Regions from separate parts of the Zea mays genome. Here all the other regions are linked to region 3. The links are chromatin contacts, called in public Hi-C maps. All regions are on one chromosome and are shown on one strand. Each heading gives the region's core, a stretch centred on a gene start, on an enhancer-like site or on the middle of the called end of the contact. The rest is flanking DNA. Distances are from core to core; before and after follow the strand shown.

The links. Hi-C and Micro-C count contacts between places; a contact is called where the count stands out from the background.
Region 1: a contact with region 3 is called in a Hi-C map of leaf, with 5 times the contacts expected there. The contact joins the promoter of LOC100283284 here to the promoter of LOC103642126 in region 3. A contact is called at or near these places in 10 of 25 Hi-C or Micro-C datasets (bundle sheath, ear, leaf and 3 more).
Region 2: a Hi-C map of leaf shows a contact between it and region 3, with 2.1 times the contacts expected there. The contact joins the promoter of LOC100272875 here to the promoter of LOC103642126 in region 3. A contact is called at or near these places in 2 of 25 Hi-C or Micro-C datasets (both in leaf).

The regions. Positions count from the first base shown.
Region 1 is chr10:147,699,501-147,703,638 of Zm-B73-REFERENCE-NAM-5.0, forward strand. LOC100283284 (cysteine protease 1) reads right to left here and starts at 1,799. Exons shown (of 5, transcript NM_001156186.2): 1 at 1,254-1,799; 2 at 1-158. The coding sequence starts at 1,722.
Region 2 is chr10:147,777,528-147,781,220 of Zm-B73-REFERENCE-NAM-5.0, forward strand. LOC100272875 reads left to right here and starts at 2,154. Exons shown (of 4, transcript NM_001327982.1): 1 at 2,154-2,274; 2 at 2,352-2,481. The coding sequence starts at 2,406. It also overlaps the pseudogene LOC103642941.
Region 3 is chr10:147,566,751-147,570,424 of Zm-B73-REFERENCE-NAM-5.0, forward strand. LOC103642126 (WUSCHEL-related homeobox 4-like) reads right to left here and starts at 1,715. Exons shown (of 3, transcript NM_001301461.1): 1 at 1,075-1,715; 2 at 648-947; 3 at 173-525. The coding sequence starts at 1,335. The coding sequence ends at 334.

The DNA of each region.
Region 1 (4,138 bases), core at 549-3,048, 130 kb after region 3:
GAACTCAAACGCATAGTCCATCAAACCTCCATTGCACCCCTGGTTGTATGAAGTGTCACAGTCAACAAGCTCCTGCTCAGACAAGGAGATCATGTCGCCAGTAACAATCTGGTTGATGCCTTCCACAGCCGCTATTGTTGAGAAAGCCCAGCAACTCCCTGGAAAAGATAAACATATATCAGATTCCAGTACCAATATGTTATCAATATTATTGTTTAGTCATCCACGTCGATTAAAAAAGGCGGACAAGTAACAAGTCAGAGTTATAAACTCCAAAGAGTGAAAGTTAACCTGCAATAGAGTGGAAAACATCATTATCACTTTAGACCTAGTTTAGGTACTATAGTAATGAGAAAATCGGAGTGGATTAAGATGTATTGTGAGTGTTTTTTTATCTATTGCGGATGTAAATACTCTCTAATCCCTCCAAACCACTTCAATATTAGAGTACTCAAACTAGACACTTTATGGACATAGCATTTTTTTTAAGAGAATAATTTTTTGGTTGTGACCGGTGAATAGGGTGTGGACCAATAGAAACGTGAAACGGTCACAAGAGCCGTGAATCCGTGATGAAAGTCGTCTCCAAGAGCCTACTATCTGGAATCATGAATGAAGTGAGCATATTGGCCCAGCCACCTTGTCAGCTAGACAGCGACTGCTAGTGTAAATATCTTTCTTGGTTGCTCCTTCCAGGAAGGTCACTGCCTCGCAAGGTTTAAAGGTGATGTCCATGTTCGATGAACCTACCTACATAGTATGTGTCCCCCTTCATGCAAGGCAATAAAGATCAAATACACGGATCACTTTTCCACCTTCCGTAGCGAAAATCGTTCTACTAATATTTGTCACGCCCACGCACAAGACACAGAACCAGTACCAGTACCAGTACCAAATGGAATATTTTTAAATAGTTTTATTTGTTAGTGTGTCTCGAATTCAAGTGCATGCTAATCTATATACGCGTGGCATCTGCGCAACCACCCACCCGTTTTGGTGCCCGGCTAACGAATCGCAGAACGTGAAGCTGAGCGTTGACCTTCAGCTAGTCCCCTGCTCTCTCTCTCTCTCTCTCTCTCTCTCTCTCTCTCTCTCTGTTCATGTGGATAACAGTAACAAACTACCGCAAGTTGTGGATGAGCAGACTTGACAGTTTTCCCCATGTTCTATCTAGAATTATTCTTGATTCAGAAGCAGGAGAGGGATAAAAAAAAGAAGAAAGTGGAAGGGCGGAGATCGATATGGAAGCTCACCGCAGCTGCCCTGGTCCTTGACCTCCGCGACGGCGCCCTTGGCCCGCCAGTCGACGGACTCCGGCAGGTCCTCGTTGTCGCCGGCCAGGTACCTGTCACCGAGCCTCCTCTCCCTCTGCGGCCTGCTCCTGACGCCGAGGTAGGTGGCGCGGTACTCGTCGTTGGTGAGGTCGGCGAAGCGGTTGAGCCCGAGGCGGAAGGAGTGGACGCCCGCGTCGGCGGCGGCGTTGTGGGCGTCGACGTAGCGGAGGTTGTCCCTGAACACCTCGAACCTGCGCTCCTCCTCGCCGACGGCGTTGTAGGTCCGGCCGTGCGCCGCCATCCACTCGGCGTACATCCGCCGCGCCTCCTCCTCGCTCCGCTCGCCGTAGGAGACGATCGACATGCTGTCCGCCGCCGCGGCGAGCGGCGCGAGCAGCAGCAGAAGCAGCGCCGCCGCCGACGCGAGCGGCGTGGTGGAGGCGCCCATCTCCGCCGCGATGCAGGAACGGGAAGGCTAGCTAGATAGGGGGAGGAAGGAGCGGAACGGACCGGAGCAGAGCAGATGGATGAGAGTTGAGATGGAGGCCCTTCCTTTTAATACAAGTGGGCGAGGGAGCGGTGGGCCCAGATTCCGTGATCCCCTTGTTTTTTTAAATTCATTCGCATCTAATCTACTGGACCAGTCAGCTGTACGATATTTTCCGTTGGTTTTTTATTGGTCGTGGGGTTGTGGAGCGGAAGTGGACAGGTTGGATTGGATTGGATGAGGGCGACCTTTTTTATTCTTACCCGACTGTGTGGGCTACGAACTGATATTAATGGTTCATATTTATTTTTAATTTTTATTTTATTTTCCTATTCAAATGGGATACAGTATTATCGATTTGTGACGGGTAAGATTTACATAGATATTGATATCTTCAATATCTAACTTTAAGTGTATAAATATAGATATAAATAAAATACGAATTGAATATTGAATACCGACTCAAATATAAATTAGATATCAACACGTTTAGACGGATCAAATTCGAATACATACTGATAATATCGGTAATCGATATTTACATAGAGTACCATTTACTATCTCTAGCAAGAAATACTTTAAATTTAAAGTTTCCCAATCTCGTTTTTATCTCCAACAACTTCCGCTAAAATAGAGTCTGCAGCTGATCCGCCAATTCTGGCGCTTGCTGTATACGGTAGCGCATGACGGTTGGACGCTCGATCGGTTATTGGCTGACATACGCTGCCTCCTGCCATGCTACAGTACGAGCTATGGTGAATGCGCTGGTCCCGTCAGACTCCCAACCAGTCCAATACTGCTTCTACACATTAATGAAAAAATAGTACGTTGGAATTTTCTTTTTATTAATATGGCTGGAAAAAGAAATGGAGTATAAGATAGGATAAAATTTAAAGTATGTTGTTGAGACTTTATATAGTAGATATATGAAAGCCGTTTCAAAACGGTGTTACTGACGCTATCCACGTCGGTAGAAATTCTCCTAGCTACTTGATTGTAAATCAATGGCTCACCTTCGCCTCTCGAGACTTTAGTACTGACTCTCCTCACTCCCTCGTTACCTTCGCCTCTCGAGACTTCTGGACGCTTTGACTGCGACCGCCTCTCCTCACTCTTGCCATCTCGTCCCTCCTCCTCCTCGCTCCATCCGCATCTTCCATCTTCAAGTTGCTTCATCTTCCATCGTTTCGTCCTTACGACATCATCCGCTCTGAGAAATTCGTCGCTTTCTTCATCGGCTCCGCTTCTTCCTCGAGTTGTCAAATTAGAAAAAAGGTTCGCTTTTCTTTTTCCCCAAGTTGTGTGCTTGCGGCGGATCTGCCTTCTTCCGCTTCGGCTGTCTCCCCAATTTCCCATCTTCTTATTCCCTCGACACCCCACGGCCCCACATTCCCTTTGGGCAGCACACCAGCTCCACACATCTGACCTGTTGGGTTTGTGTTCTATTCGGTGTTTGCCAAGTCCCATTACCCATTTTCACTTATCCCAAATCGGCCAGAGGATAGGTTCTGTGCTTTCCTTTTTATTTTCCCCAATTTCTGCATTTCCCCTCCTTCTATAGTCTCCTTAGATCAGGTTCTGCAGACAAAAGCACCAGAAAATGAACATCCAAGCAACTCATTGACAAACGAAACTGAACTTTGTAAGAATCAATTTATACACTTTCTCATATCCTCAGCTCAAGCACGCCTTGCGAATTTATTTTATTAACGATACATAAAGGATTGAATTTGTATTTTAAAATCTTCATGACAGCTTCGTTTTTAACCATGTTGAGAAGTACCCTTGCTCCTTAAGGACTACACCAGCGAGGTAATTATGTCTAAAATTATCCTGTTTTCCACACGAGTAAGACGCCATTCGTCGACTGCGTGTTATGTTTTTATTATTTTTTATTTCCTCCCCAGAACTTCCTTTTTCCGATAAATCTTAATAGCATATTATTCTCGTGTATAATAATTTTTATCCCTAGTCATATGACCCTGATGTGCCAACATGGTACACTTATCCATGTTGATGCTCCATAAGCCTTAGTGGTTTTTTATCACTAAATTTATTTATTTATGAAGTGTAGTCATGCAATAAATCTTGCCAATGAATCTGAATATCATATCATTTTCGTACAATCTTAATATCTATCGTATGTCGCCGTCTCTCCAATTATTCTTCAAAATACATCCCCATGTATTGCCATGTACGTAAATGGAAAGCAAGGTAGAATTGTTCTCAGCCGTGCGCGGAGGGTGTTCGATGAAATGTCCTAACAAAAGTTTTCTCATCTATTACCATTACATGGCGTGCTTAACACATATTCACGGAATCACGGTTGCAAGACATTTGTATTGTTGTTAAGCACCTTGCATATTTTATACATTAA
Region 2 (3,693 bases), core at 904-3,403, 210 kb after region 3:
AACTGGTTCGTGAAAATACAATCCAAGTAAAAGACAGGGCATTCAGGGTTGAGAAAATATATAACCACAATAAAGTTTTTTGACAATTACCATTGGAAATGAACCTTGGGATCGACCGGCTTTGTTCCAACCCACTTCCTTGTTCGACCATGTTTGCACTCCCACTTGTTGCCACGATCGCACTTTGGCGTGTATTCCTATATTGTACTGATGGAAACACACGTTTAGGCGGACTACATTTTATCGTCGTCGTGCAAGATTTTCCTTTGCTCTGAATAATTTAGTTGTTCTTGTTTTCCTTGTATAGTCAAGTTGTTAGATTTGATGGACATGTTTTTTATTAGTTGAATAGGAGTGGGTTGGTTTCATGAACTTGCAATTTCCTGAGTTGTGCGTGAAAACTATTGATTGATTTACTTCCTTCAATAGAATCATATGGAGAGGTTTACCGTGCTGACTGGAATGGAACAGTAAGTAGTTCATCTCCCACAATTATATTTTTTGTATCTTGAAATCGAAATGGGTGAAACCATCAGTATTCAAGGAAAAAGAAAGCTTGTATTAGTTCACCATTGGCAGGAATTTTTCTGGTAATCAGCGTGACACTGTCATCAATGTTTAAGAGAATAAATGTGAAAGATTTGACCTCCAAGGTTTCAGTCTATACCAGTACTACAAGTGATGACTTTGACAGCTTACCATTTGAGAGAATACATGAATTTTTGTGTGTACACTGCTGCTCCAGAAAGGAATTGCATTTCATGCTGGCATAGTGTACAATTGCAATATGCCCTTCCCATTAATTCTGTTTTTGGGAATGTCCTTGTTGGATTATTTGCATAGTCACAATATATATAGGGAATAAAAATGATGTGACATCTGTAATTTAGTTTCAGTGCTATTTTTTATGTACAACTTGATATATATCTGAAATTAATTTCTTTTTGAAGTGATTTCCAAACTTGATCACTGTCAACGTGAATCATTCTTATTCTTTCAGTAGTCACTGCAAACAGGTTGAATCATGGAGGCCTTGCATTTTTTCTTCCTCATTTATTGTTCAAGAGGTGGACGAGACGTCTCTTTTAACAAAACTGGGCGACGACACTTAAATTGATTAAGTGCGGTGCACCGATGTTATAGGTCATTGTCTCGTTGTTTTCTGATGACCAACAAGGACAAGGAAAAGGTGGCCAGTGGCCTGCCAGATCGGAATTTGCTGTTTACTCTTTTGATCTGACGAAATCGAATCAGAATAAAAGAAAGCTCTGCACTGTTCATCGAGAGCATCCATAGCAAGAGGAAGCGGCTGAGGTTGGCTCGGGTGAGCAACATGGCGGAGAAGCTGACGCCGGAACAGGTGGACGAGTGCAAGAAAATCTTCGACCTGTTCGACACTGACGACGACGGCAAGTCGCCATCCCATCGAACTCCTATCCACCGCGCGCGCACTCCGAGCCTCACTCAACTCATATGTGCGTGCGTGCTTCTTTGTTGCTCCCGGCCGGTAGGCTTGCAGGTCGCATCGCCACGGGCGAGCTCGTGACGGCGCTGCGCTCCCTGGGCCAGAACGTGGACGAGGCGGAGGCGTGGCACTTCCTGGAGGACGCGGGCGTCGCCGCGGGCACCGGCGACATCGGCCTCGCGCCCTCGCGGCGTTCCTGGCCGTGGCGGCACGCAAGATGGGCGCCAGGCAGTCGGAGGCATGCCTCGCCGAGTGCTTCGATGTGTTCGACGACGCCTGCAGCGGGTCCATCCCCGCGGAGCAGCTGCGTCAGGTGATGGTGAGCCACGGCGACCGGCTCACGGAGGAGGAGGGATTGCGGCGGGGTCGCGGGCGAACGGACTGCGCCGATTTTTGCGGTGGGTGGAGGGGAGCGGGGGCAGTCTACGGTTGAGACTTAATAGTCAGTAGAGATTTAGAGTTTTAGGAGAAAATTCGAATTACAAATAGTCCGAAAGATTATAATAGACTTTTTTCCCGTTCGTATAAAAGCCTGGACCAGAACCAGTTCAAGCCCTGGGCCGGCTTGGTGATGTTCTGTGCATGCTCTGAAAGGCGTTCGGCCCGGCTGAAAGGGCCCGTCGAGGCCCAGCAGGAATTTCTCGGCCCCTTTCACACACCAAAAAAAAAACCAGGTGAGGAATCTACCAATTGATTTTCTTCACCCGTCCACCTCGTCTTGCGCTCCTCTGTCTCGGCGACGACTGTGCTACCGCCGCCGCCGCCGCAAGACTTCGTCGGGCACTTTGCCGGCGACGATTTCCCACCAGGTATACTACCCACCCTATTTTCCCTTACTTCTGTGCGAAAAACCGAGGACCCAATGACCCTAACTTAAGCTATCTAGCTATTTCTACTCGGATCCGATCTATTTACAAGCCCAACAGGATCAGAGGAGGTGATGGCGAGGAGTGACAGCTGCCTGGCGCGCGTGGGTGCCGGAATTGCTATCGGTGGCGCGGTCGGCGGAGCCGTCGGTAACCTTCGTCCCTAAACCCCTAAACACTAGGCTTGCAGCATCAATCCGTCCGTGCGAGCCGCTTCACCCGTCGGTGTTTTTTTTTTTGGTTGGAAGTAGATTAGTGTGCGATTTCAGGAATCTTCTCGAGCTAGCTAGTAGCTACATCCCTGGTTTGTGTGGTTAGCTAGCGGCAGATGTAATAACTAGGTGGCTTTTGTTAAGAGTTACTAGTGCTTAGGTAGCATCATCTGGAGGTGGAAGATATCGATGCTCGAGTTGGAGTTTGTTTGCCCCCAATTGCTTGTGCTCTAAGGGCTGTTGCTGATTCGGTCTGCCGTGGTTTGGTTAACTTCCTGCTGGTGCTTAGAACTTGGGATGGAAAATGTAAGATTTTGTATTTGCCTTTGATTTGACTGAATGAATGACTTCTAATGTCAAAGGCTTGTTCAATGCCACTTTGGAATGTACCGATTAGTATATTCCTGATTTGGATTCCATTGTAGCGTCAAGATGACAGCATTTGGAATTGTCTGTATGTCGAGTTACTGGTATTTGCTGTCATAAAGTTATCCTTCCGCTTGGTGATTTTGTACTTAGCTCGTGGAGAGAGTACCGGTCACAAGGACTTAAGGGTCAGATATGGTCGTGTATTAGGCTACCAGTCTCTGACTGTCTTATCTTGATAGTCATTACTCGGGTTTTGTAAGTCAGAAAAGATGTGCCTGTGGAAAGTTACTTTTGTTGATATTTTTACGGGATCTGTGTTGACCAGTGCTTCAAGGATGTACCTAACATGCTTGGCTTGCTTCTTTCGTGCAATAACTCTTATGCAATTGTTGCTTTCAAGATGTATCTCAAACAGAGTTGCTTATATTCCCTCTGCTCACTAGAAAGTGTTTAAGGGAGCCTAATTAGCATGCATGCAGTCTTTTCTGTCCTAAATCTCATTCTTGTATGAGGGAGTTGGTAGATCTCAAAGTGCTCTTGTACCCACGTGCTTCCTAGGATATGAATGTCACAGAAATAAATGGTATATTTTTCCTTCTTTCTGACGCCATAGCATGAGTACCAAGTTACTAAGGGGGTGTTTGAATGCACTAGGACTAATAGTTAGTTGGCTAAAAATTTGCTAGTGGAATTAGCTAACTAACAAATAGCTAGCTAACTATTAACTAATTTACTAAAAATAGCTAATAGCTGAACTATTAGCTAGGGTGTTTGGATGTCT
Region 3 (3,674 bases), core at 465-2,964:
ATTTGTCTCATGGGTGGTGTAGTAGGCTGAACAAATTAAACGAAGTACTATTGAGTCAATGACACTTTTGACCACTCACTGTCACTAGAAGCGTACGTTTGAGCAATCCAAGCATGTCCATTAGTCCACACTATTACCATACAAAGCACACACGTGGATGCAACGCGCCAATGACCAAAGTGTTTAGTGTTCGCACGAACAGCAGCCCGATCCAGGGGAACATGCATGCATGGAACGACCGAGAGGACATAGACATGGATCGGGCATATACTTTACGCATATACGTACGCTTGTCCGCCTTACTTAATTAGTTAGCTAGCTAGCTAGCTAGCTTTATTTCCCCTGATCAGGACGCAGCGGGAAGAGCTCCAGGGTCACATCGTCGTCGGTGTAGTAGTCGTCAGCTACCTCCGTACCGGCATCGTCGCCGCCACCATGGACGACGACATCTTCCCAGGCCCTGCACCTCCGCTTGCGGCTCGATGCATCTTCACACGCTTCTTCTTTTTTCGTCTCCACTCCCTCCTGCATGCATGCATACGTACGTACATATGATGATACTGCTAGCTGTTCACTGCATTTAAATTTATGCATGCAATGCATATATACATAACGCAAGCTGCTGCAATGCATATATAGTTATATACCTTGGTTTCAGCAGCTGGTGGTAGCAGCGTGGAAGCAGTGGTGGTGGTGCTGAGGGTGAGGAGGGCAGCTCGCTTCTGCTTCTGGCGCTCGCGGGCCTTGTGGTTCTGGAACCAGTAGAAGACGTTCTTGCCCTCGATCCGGCCGTACTTGCCGAGCTCCTCCGTGATCTGCTCGATCTGGAACGAGTTGGGCGTGCGCATCCCCCCGCGGTACAGCATCTCCAGCACCCTTATCTGGTCCGGCGACGGGTTCCACCGCGTCGTGCCACCCACCGTCGTCGTCGTCGGCGGCACTTGCACCTGCAGCTTTGATACAATGAAAATTAAGAGATACGTACGTACACCATGCATGCTAGAGATATGTGTTTCTACTACTGTCCTCCTAGCTAGCTAGTACATGGGCTCTCTCTTTGGTTTATAGCCTAACCGTGCAGTTTAGCAGCCTCGAAGAAGCATTCCTGACGCGAGCGAACTCAGGAAGGACGACCATCTTCCTCGCCTCAGGGAAGGAGATCTTGGGCGCAAGCGGGCGTAGACAGTATTGCTGGAGGGCCAGAGGGACGATGGTGGCAGCAGACGACGAGCTGTGACTGTGAGATGCTGGTGAGATGGATGGTGGTGACGACGACGGCGGCGGCGAGCCTGCCGCTTTATCCAAGTAAGCCACATGGAAATGGTGAAGCCTCATGCTAATGAACTCTGTAGATGTAGAGCTACAAAGCTTCAAACTTTGTAGAGCTAGGCGCGCGACCGATGTAGCGGATCGAGCGAGAGAGTGCGTACTATATGTAAAAACGGAAAGCTGAGGGCTAGGGCTATGCTAACGACTACTAGACGAGAAGGGATCGAGCGTCCTCGCGAGTTTATATATGGGGAGACCGGCCGGCCGGCCGGAGACGATCGATCGCTGGAGAAAGAAAGCTAAGAAGGCCGGTGCTGTACGTAGCCGTAGCGAGGGTTTGAGTGTTGTGCGATCGACCGAGACGACCATGCATGTCGAGGTAAAGGCGTGCTCTAGCTAGCTCATGGTCTTGGGGCCGGCGGGCGACAGGGAATGTGGAGATTGCTGATGGATCGGAAGGGCGTCAGCAGCTAGAGCGGTGGTGGTGGTGGTGGTGGTGAATCGCAATCATCAGCGGAGCCACGAAAAGCAGGAGCAGTAATAAAGGTGAAAAGGTAAAATTCTCTCGCATGGAGCTGCCCTCTTTTCACCTTTCCTGTCGAAATTCATGACGATTGACAAGGAATATATGGGGAGAATATATATCGACTCTCTCTCTCTCTCTCCCCGCTCTGTACGTTCGCATGCTGTTAAAGCGGGAGTTTGAATCCAGCCTAGCTACGACCCGGTTAATCTTCACCTAATAACTAGAGTATTCGGAGTGCATGTTACCAGATCACGCGACAGCTAGCTAGCTTTTTCACCTCGCTAATCAAAATGGAGGACGCTTCTCACTACTTCAGTCTTCAGATGTATAGAAAGCTCGTGTCTTCTGTACCTGCAGCTGCAGGTCGGAGTATAGTAAAGTTCATCAGGTAGTACTGTTCTTTTTAAAAAGAGTTTATTCAGCAACCAGAGCAAGTAATTTATTTAGCAACCTTCTAGTCCCTCCATTTTAAATGTGCTAATTAGCCTCGATCTCTTGGTATTGGTATCTTACTTAGGCCCTGTTTGGTTCCTTTAGTCACTAGACTAAAGTTTAGTGACTAAAATTTAGTCGCTGAAGTACCCCGTTTGGTTCGAGTGACTAAACCGGACTAAAGGGCATTAATTGTTGTGACTAATGACTATTTTACCCCTATTAATTAATGGATGTTTGCTATAAGAAGAAAGTGGAGAGGACAAATAAGGTAAAAATACTACTTTAGTCCATTTTAGTCACCCCTTAGTGACTAAAGAACTAAAGTTTAGTCACCCCACTTTAGTCACTATGTTTGCTTCTTTAGAGACTAAAAGTGACTAAACTTTAGTCACTAAACTTTAGTCACCCCAAACCAAACGGGGCCTTACTGTCTACTCTATCTGTATGAATGAATGATATCGTTTTCGTTGGATCGACGACACTCATCTCGCTCCCTTGTCTGTAAACTGGCCTGCACCCCATCTGCATGATTGCGCATCACAAAACCAGATGCGTGAAGGCCAACAAATTAAAGAGACGATGCATGCATATCTCTTGCCACAATCTAATAAGACTGGTTTTGCCATTCCTAGCTATATGTAGCTAGGCACATAGGCCCTGTCAAGATTAGACCATCTAAAAAACCTCTAATATCAGACCATCATCAGTGAGGCTGCAACACGCTAATATATGATTGGAAAAGGCATGCATGCAAACGAGAAAGCGAGAACCAGCATGATGGATGCTGAGGTTGACCTCGGAGTTAGCGCCGCCATCCACCGTTAGACCTACTACTAGCTTGAACAGGATACTGCACAGCTAGCCATGCATATGCATTTTATCTTGTGACCCACAACAAGGTACACCAACTATTCCCTCCGTCCTATAATATAATACATAAACATTTTTTATTCTAGTTCCATAAGAACAAATATAATAGTTGGCTATAAGCCGGCTAAATGCTGATATGGAAGAAAGAATTAAGATGAGGGAGTAGAAGCGAGCTACAAATTAACAACCATCTTTGTGCAAGGTCTGATGCAAGTCCCCGCAAACTGTGCATATATATAAGCCCATTCAATTCCAACGGCTATATGTGTAGTTGGGGCCTATAAATACACACACAACCAACACGTTAAAGACACAAGAGCTAGAGCAAACCTTCATACATTCATCGCAACAACTTTAAGCCATCTAAAGCCTCGCAAGTGCTATATTGAAGAGATTTAAGCTAGAGAAAGTGCCTTGTGTGGGTGATCGTGTTGAGTTGAATGTTGCATTCCTGTGCTCTTGTGCTTGTGTTTCAACTTCCATTCTTTGTGGAGACTAAGGTCCTTCGATTGAGAATAAAGAGAGGGCTTGAACTTATATTTGGAACCGCTCAAGAGGGTTGAAAGAGACCTGT